3 separate regions of the Hordeum vulgare genome follow, and all the other regions are linked to region 3. Evidence: chromatin contacts called from public Hi-C data. All regions are on one chromosome and are shown on one strand. The core of a region is the stretch at or near the end of the contact, and the rest is flanking DNA. Distances in the headings are between cores, read along the strand shown. Region 1 holds the start of LOC123449047 (serine/threonine-protein kinase ATG1c-like). Region 2 holds the start of LOC123449052 (protein DA1-related 2-like). Region 3 holds the start of LOC123449050 (flagellar attachment zone protein 1).

Region 1 (2,700 bases), core at 123-2,622, 180 kb after region 3:
CTTTAAGATGGAAGTTCCATTATTTGAAACAAGAAGAATGTTCTGTTTGGACAAGCATAAAAAATCATAATTCAATGGTTTGATAAAATTATCAAGCAACTATATTGAGAGATAGCATTTCTTTTGTGAGACTCTTGATCAGGAAATACACAGAGAAATGTAAACCAACAGTTGACAGCGATAACTGACCTGTGGTTTAAGATCCCGATGAACCACATTACTTTCACGAAGTTTCTGCAGACCACATGCTGCAGAAACAAAAGATTTATGAACAAGGCACATGACATGAATCAAGCATGGGAAGGAACGGTAGATGGCGGAAGATACTTGCCTAGCTGCCGAATGAAATGCTTAGCAACAGTTTCAGGAACCCTTTTATGCCGTAGAAGATATGCGTACAAGTCACCACCTCGACAATACTCCAATATGAGATATATCCTCCCACCATCCTAAAAGACATACACACGACATATATCACTTCATTGTCAATAAGGAAAAACAGTTATTCTTCTGGAATCTACTACTGAGGATAAAAATTAAATTTTGCTCAATTCTTCAATTTTTTCCCTGAATCTATGTGGATAGGACTAGGAGGAGGGTGGAGACATCAAGTTCCAACGTATCCTTTGCTTGGGTTGTCTACCAAGCGAGCATTCCAAACCAAATCGAACTAGAGATCGCCATCAGCGGGTCCCAATTCTAGCATATATCAGGCTAATAATGCACAGCAGACATCGGCATAAACAAGTAAACAAAAGTAACAGATCGAAAGCAATTGCGCAAGAGAGAGAGAGAGAGAGAGAGAGGTACCCTACCCTAATGGAGTCGTGGAGCGCGATGATGTTGGGGTGCGTGATGCGGCGAAGGATGTCGACCTCGGAGAGGAGGCTGTCGCGGAGCTTGGCGCTGAGGCGGTCCATGGCGATCTCCTTGACGGCCACCTCGGTGCCCCGCGCGACGTGCTTCCCGAGCCAGACCTGCGAGTAGGCTCCCGACCCGATCGGGCGCAGCAGCACGTACTCCCCCACCCGCCGCCCGCCCCCGCCCCCGCCGCCGCGGTCCTCCATCCCCCGCCTGCTCGGGGGCTCTAGGGCGCCGTCGCGATTTACCCGCCCGGCGCTGGGGGAGGAGAGGAGGGACTCGAGATTCCGGCGCTGGGGGAGAAGGGAAGCAACCGTGTAGGCGTTGGTGTTGCTGCGGAACAACAACGTGAAGACGGAGCAGAGAAGAGGAAAAAGAAAATGAGAAGGACTTGTTCACTCGGCGGCGTGCGTGGTTTCGATGGTTATCCCTATCCGCTGCCCTCGCCAGATTCCCCAGTCTTTTGCAAGATTCTCCCTCCCTCCCCTCTCCCTCTCCCTGCTGCCGGAATATCATATATCCGCTTCTGCGTCATCAATCATGTATTCATGCTGCTATACTATTTTGTTTATTTTCTCTATATATAAAAAAAGTAAACCCTCTATTTCGAATTATTAGATGTTTTATTACTGTATAAAAATATAATCAGATGTGTGTAGACGCGTTTTAGTGCGTGTGTTTGTCTTGACTATGAATTTGGTCGGAATCGTCGTGTGAGGTGGACGGAGATATGTGTATAGGACGGATGATGCGTCGAGCGGGGGTCAATTGCTACCAGAAGGAAACACGACGCCTCACGTCATCGCTTGCTGGTTGGTGCTCGCTCCCGCTGCTGCTGCTCGGCAGTCGGCACGTAGGCCACCCGACCAAAAGCACACTCCAGGTTTTAACAAGTGGCACACAAGAACGAAGCAATATGCCAATATATACATACAAGACTTTTTCAGATGGGCGAAGAGCGGCAGCACATGGAATTGTTGCGGAACACAAGCGGGCTTTACACGGCAGTACTTGTCACGCATGTTACAGAGCATACATGCCACATGAGGAAGTGACTTCAACTTTGCAAATTTACAGGAGCACTCCTCACCTGCTGTTAGACTTCACAATCGCCAGACACGGATATGATGCATTAGAGGAACCTGATGGACGCCACCAAGGAAAACTGCAGTTTCATCACACCGGAAAAGCAAAGCAAGGGCCTGTCAAAAGTCAAACGGCAATCCTTTTCAGAGCACAGATGTCTCCGTTTCAGAGTTAGTTCCCTGAGCCCCCCAACTGAACTGCAATTAGTTGTAAACTCGTATGATCGACGGCAACGGCATGGAGGTGGAAAGGCTATAGCCCCTGGGGTCTCCACCCGAGCTCCTTGCACTGCTGTTCATCGGGCTGCAGGCTGTTCGGTATCGCGCCAAACACGCAGCGGGCGGCTTCAAACCCGGAGATGGTGTTGTGAAAGAATGCCGACGCCTCTTCCATGTTCTTCTTCAGCTCATCCGGGTTGATGTACATGAAACGCTGCGACGAGGAAGGGTGCTGCTTGGCGGGCGTGGCTGGTGCGATATCCGCAACCCTGACAAACCTCTCTGTCGCCGCCTCCCAGGAAAGCTCATGCCTCAGTTCCTCTGTCAGTGGGATCGGCTCTTCTGTCAGTGCTTTCATGGTTAGCCTCACAAACTCTTTCTCCATGCTGTACATGTGGCAGTTGGGAAATCTTTTGAAAAACTCGTTCGAAGGATGGTTTGCGCAGATCACAATCTTCCCCATCGCCAAGGCTTCTGCAGTTGTGGTGCACACTACATCTGTTGTGCTTGGGTTTATGAAAACCTTGTAGCTGAA
Region 2 (2,700 bases), core at 142-2,641, 250 kb before region 3:
GCAGACTACAGGAACTGTTCTTGTTTGCATCATGGAAATCCACTCGAATGAAATCAGCTCTTAACTACAGTTTTTTCTACTTTTTATTATTGTTTTTTATATGGGGCGTTTAATGGGAACATTATTGAAAAAAGGCCAGATGACGAATACGGAATACCTGCATTGAACAGGATCAAGTAACACATACGGAAATTGCTTGGGTTGCTAACATGGCCGCCTCTACGCCGTGCTAATCACAGTTATATATCTTCCTTTTCTTTTCAGTGCTACCACCGATTCATCCACCGACAGCAACGCAGGCGCGGCCAGGGTCAGGGTCAGTCACCATCTTGGTGGACCTTGGTTTATCCTGGATTGTAAGAGTCAGTTTCAGTCTAACTCCCCCTCTTGCATGACTGTCAGAAAATGTTGATTCAAAGCCTTTGCTACATTGATTGATTGCAACACAGTTTTCTCCACGCTATTAGCATGGGCTAGTGACTGTACATGATGTGACCGGCCTAATGGATATCAGTCTCAAAATACAGTAAGTGCATAAGAAAAAATGGTTCGTTAGCCCACACGTGGATCGACCGGTAAAATAATCGAAGTTTGCTATGAAAGGGATAGAGCAAAACACAGCAGACAGAGACTAAACTGATTGTCGTCTTACGTTTCACAGAAAAGATAGCTGAAAACTCATCTCGCCTTTTCTCAGCTCGCTTCCTTTTGTCCTGCACCTATGTATGTTGTTAAATGGATCGCCGACGGTTTACTCTGCGTTCTCTAATCTAAAAGTTGAAACGAACCCACGATTCAAATCGAAAGGCAGCAAACAGAAGCTCAACCTCTAGCGAGGGAAAACAAGGACAAGGAGAACGACGGCTGGTGGCGCCGAAGTACGTGCGTAAAATCTAGGAGCAACCATGCACGTACGGTAGTGAAAATAGAAGAGCAGAGAGTTGTGATTACCGTGGCCGCCGCACTGGTTATAAGCCCTGGAGGGGTGGTAGGCCATCTACTGAGGAAGCACCGGTGTCCGAACCCGGCATATATATACACGACGCACCGCGCTGACAGCCGTCGAGGAATAACAGCGGTGGCAAGAAGAACGGCGGCGATCACGATGTTTGCGGGGAGGATGCAGGGGAGGGGGGAGGAGGATCGAGAGGCAAGAGGAGCTGGAATGGACGGAGGAGGAGGAGGGAGGGGGAGAGGGGGGGCTTAAGTTCTTGGAGAATAAAGCTATGTGGTGGTGGAGTTGGCGGCGACAGAAAGGAAAGGATTGAGGGTGAAGCGAAGGGCGGCCGGCCGCCCACACCTCACGGACGGCATCTCGGCTTCCCGGCGTAAAAGCAACCAAGGGCGAGAGATTAGCGCGATCCCGGCCGTCGGCTTTAGGAAATTCTCTTCGCCGCTGGCTGGCTGGCGCCAGTTGATGGCGCATTAGCGGTGGGCGAACGCACGGCCCAGGCAGGGGGGGGGGGGGGCGAATAATTTGCTGGTCTCGTGCTGGGCGGAGGGGAAAGAGGAGGGAGGAGAGATTCGTTGTGTCAACGGGAATGTATGCCCCTCGTTGGCTTTTCGGTTTTGTTATGGTGTATGCATGTTTTTTTTTTCGTGGAGGATGATATGCTCCGGAGAGACGCGGGAACGGGGGAGAGAAGGAGGAGGACGATGCGGGAAGAGTACGCTTGCTTGGAATGAATTCTCGGGGGGAACCGAAAAGGGCCGCGCGCGCACCCCCGAAAGCTGCCGCTGGCTGGCGTCGCCGTACGTGCAAGTGCGGGGCCTTTTCGGCGGGCTGTGGCGCCTCGTTCCGGGCAGGAAACGATCTGAACGTTCTGCTGCCTCCTGGGTTGAACTTGGTGCTAGTAGTCCTGAGATTCTCCACCATTCATCACACAGTCAGACAACAGTATTAACATTCCTTATATTGCGGGAGGTGACTTTAACATCCGCAGAGCATCTCCAACAACGCGTTGCGTTAAAATTATTTTGTAGCGCCGAAATACCTTTTTTTAGCATGCAGCAACAGCCGCCGTAAAATGAGGCGTGCTGTTGCCGCTCCAGCAGGCTCAGCACACGCAAGAAGTCAGACGCGCGCGAGTAGCGAAACGCTATAAATATTTCAAACGTAAAATATTTTTGCATTCGAGCAACATAGCATAGTTCAATTACATGACATAGTTCAAAATTATCGAACAAAGATCATGACAAATATAAAGTTCACACACAAACAAATGATACATGGACAATCATGTCTCATCCTCTTCCTTCTCTGCTTCGTCCTCTTCTTCGTTTGAGGACGAAGACGATTCGTCGTTCTCGTTATGAGCCATGCGTCCATCCATGAGATCATCTCCAACGATATTATGCGAAGCTATGTACGACATACCGAAAGCCATGCTGTCACGATCTGTATTTCTTTGTCACATTATGTTTTTATAAAATTTAGAGTCATTTAAAACTTTTTTGCATGTTTGTGATGTTTGATCTAGTTATTACTTGCTTGTGTGGTTGATTGTGTTTTTAATCACTAAAATTATTCTCCTCTCAAGAACTCATCTCCTTGACCCCAAATCTTTGCCCAATGATCATGTCATGTGTATAGGACCAGAAAATATTTTTATAAATTATTATTTTAACTAAAAGGCATTTATTTATTTTAAGCTTTCAAAAACCTTTGAGTTGAGATTTGTACTACAAGTCCTCAATTTA
Region 3 (2,700 bases), core at 113-2,612:
TGCAGGGTATTGAGCTGCGCTCTCAAGGATGCAGAGTCTTCTTCTGCCTGTTGAGTTGCAACATGAGCATGGTGACTATAATGCTAAGAAGGTACAAACTTTAGACATACCCTGTACTGTTCCTCTTCTGCCTCTCTCAACCGCTTCTTCATGCTCCTGAGTTGCGCTAGAGCATCCTCCTACTTATCATACGGGGCAGAAATGATGAGGCATGCATGCACAGTTAGCAGAATATTGCATAAATATTCCTACAAAACAAGTATTCAACACCTTAGCGATAACTGCAGCGTCTTTCTCCAGTGAGATGTCATTTAGAGACTTCTTCAACGAGGGCACTACATTTTTCTCCTGCAGGCCACAAATCAGGCAACAAATGGCTTAGATGCATGTAAGCTCGGATGCATTAAGATGCGCTACCAGTACTGGCTAGCAATAATACAAGATGCAACTTACGAGGTCATTTAATCGGCTAACCAGGGAATCCTTTTCAACTTCCTTCTCAGCAAACTGGGGACGCATGCTGTGTCTGTTAGGACTTGCTATTCCTCAAATAAATAAGCAATATATCAAATCACAGACAAAGATACCTTGGACATCAGCATTTGGTTTTCCCTCTCCAATTCCAAGTTCCCATTCTCAAGTTGTTGAACTCGAGCAAGGAGCTACCATTCAGACGGAAAAGAAAGCCTTAGTTACGTGTACAAACAACAGGGTTGCTACACATTTGCAGCAAAAAAAAAACTGTTTTTTCAATGCCCCGATGCAGTCAAATGGCGTAGCAAACATGTCCCAGCTCTTGGATACAAGGGAGGAAACTGAAAAGACTAACCTCTGCCGCGGCTCTTTGGTTCCCTGCAGATCATCGGCGGTGTTTCAAAGGGCAGAGTTAGCACCGAAGCGAAGCGGATTAAGCAAAGATCGCAAAGGAATTGTTCAGATAGAGAGAGGAGGATGGACCAACCGTGAGGGTCGCCGTGGGACGCGGTCGCGGCGGGCGTTTGCTGCTGCTGCATCCTCTCGGCCGCCCTCTTCTGCCGGATCTCCTCCAGCTGCCACACACGCAACAGAGATCGGAGCCTCGGACATCAGAAGCTGACGGGCGAAGCGAGGCGCGGATCTGAGCCGCCTCCCGCCTCCAGAAAAGGAAAGAAAGTTAAAAGCGGGGTGTGGAGGGAGGCGTACGGTGCGGCGGCCCCTGGAGGCGTGGTGAGACTCCATCGCGGCGAGCAATGGATCGGCCGGGGCGGGAGCTCGGGAGGATTCGGGGGATTTCGGAACGGAGGAACCCGGAGCTCCTCCGGTTCTGCAATTGCCGCGGTTGGAGAGGTGGGGGAAACGGGAGACACGACAACGATGCTTGTGTCGTGGGCTGGTCCGCGATGGGCTTATCAAGAGCCCCCGCGCTTATTTAGGTAGCCTCTTGCTTTGATGGGCTAAGATTGAAGCTGCCTCGTGTGGTGGCAAACAACGACACATCCGCTCAGGAAAAATGACGACCCATCCGCACATGAACAAGTGGAACTTGGACTGTTTCTCAAAAAATAAAAAAAGGAACTTGGACTGCTTCTCATAAAAAACGTGGAACTTGGACCCATCATCTTAAAAGAAAAAAAATGTGGGGACTTGGACTCACGAATAAAGAAAAGAAAAAATTCCAATTTTGATCAAATTTATGAAACCGCGAATATTTTTTGAATTGTGAATAAATATTGAAACTGCAAACATTTTTCGAATTGTGAACAAATTTTGAAATATGAAAAAAACTAAAATTCGTGAACAAAATTATAAATTATGACCATTTTTTAAATTGTGAACAAATTTCGAAACCATAAAAAAAATTAAACATGACCATTTTAAAAAAAAACAGAGAACAAATTTGAAAGCGTGAACAAATTTTTAAAGCACAAAAAAATGAATTTTCAGAAGAAATTTTGAAACCGAGAACAATTTTGAAAAATCGTGAACAAATTTGAAAGCGCGAATAATTTTTTAACGCATGAACGTATTTTTAATCTCGAGAACAAAATTTTGAAAAGAAGAACAATTTTAAAAAACGCCGAACAAATTTTCAAGCATGAACATTTTTTGAATCTTGAGAACAAATTTTGAAACCGAGGAAAATTTTGTAAAATCCTGAAGAAATTTGGAACCACAAACAATTTTTTTAAGCACGAATATTTTTTGAATCTTGAGAAGAAAATTGACACCCAGAACAATTTTGAAAAATCCTGAACAAATTTGGAAGCACAAACAATTTTTTGAAACACGAACATTTTTTGAATCTTGAGAACAAAAGATGAAACAGAGAAAAAATTTGAAAAAAATCGAACAACTTTGGAAACACAAAAACAATTAAAGCACGATCATTTTTTGAATTTTGAGAACAAATTTTGAATCCAAGAACAATTTTGAAAAATTGTGAAGAAATTTTGAAGCACGAACATTTTTTCAATCTTGAGAATAAAAATTTGAAATAGAGAACAATTTTGAAAATCCCGAACTAATTTGGAAGCGCGAACGATTTTGAATGTTTTTTAAAGCAAAGAGAAAAATTGAAAGCCAGAACAAATTATTAAAGCACGAACATTTTTTAATCTTGAGAACAAATTTTGAAGCGTGAACAATTTTCTAAAATAAGATCATTTTTAAAAACATTTTGAACAATTTTATAGATTTTTCAAAACAGAAAATCATTTTGAA

The links. A called contact is a pair of places that touch in the nucleus more often than the background predicts.
Region 1: a Hi-C map of seedling shows a contact between it and region 3, with 3 times the contacts expected there. The contact joins the promoter of LOC123449047 here to the promoter of LOC123449050 in region 3. A contact is called at or near these places in 2 of 6 Hi-C or Micro-C datasets (leaf and seedling).
Region 2: a Hi-C map of seedling shows a contact between it and region 3, with 4 times the contacts expected there. The contact joins the promoter of LOC123449052 here to the promoter of LOC123449050 in region 3. A contact is called at or near these places in 2 of 6 Hi-C or Micro-C datasets (leaf and seedling).

What each region holds. Positions count from the first base shown.
Region 1 is chr4H:482,249,726-482,252,425 of MorexV3_pseudomolecules_assembly, reverse strand. It overlaps LOC123449047 (serine/threonine-protein kinase ATG1c-like), which reads right to left and starts at 1,372. Exons shown (of 13, transcript XM_045126117.1): 1 at 816-1,372; 2 at 332-449; 3 at 190-248; 4 at 1-42. The coding sequence starts at 1,067. It overlaps LOC123449044 (digalactosyldiacylglycerol synthase 2, chloroplastic-like), which reads right to left. Exons shown (of 5, transcript XM_045126114.1): 5 at 1,770-2,695. The coding sequence ends at 2,200.
Region 2 is chr4H:482,678,551-482,681,250 of MorexV3_pseudomolecules_assembly, reverse strand. LOC123449052 (protein DA1-related 2-like) reads right to left here and starts at 1,391. Exons shown (of 14, transcript XM_045126130.1): 1 at 952-1,391. The coding sequence starts at 997.
Region 3 is chr4H:482,426,383-482,429,082 of MorexV3_pseudomolecules_assembly, reverse strand. LOC123449050 (flagellar attachment zone protein 1) reads right to left here and starts at 1,362. Exons shown (of 15, transcript XM_045126126.1): 1 at 1,183-1,362; 2 at 962-1,049; 3 at 830-852; 4 at 588-662; 5 at 454-507; 6 at 271-348; 7 at 111-179; 8 at 1-47. The coding sequence starts at 1,218.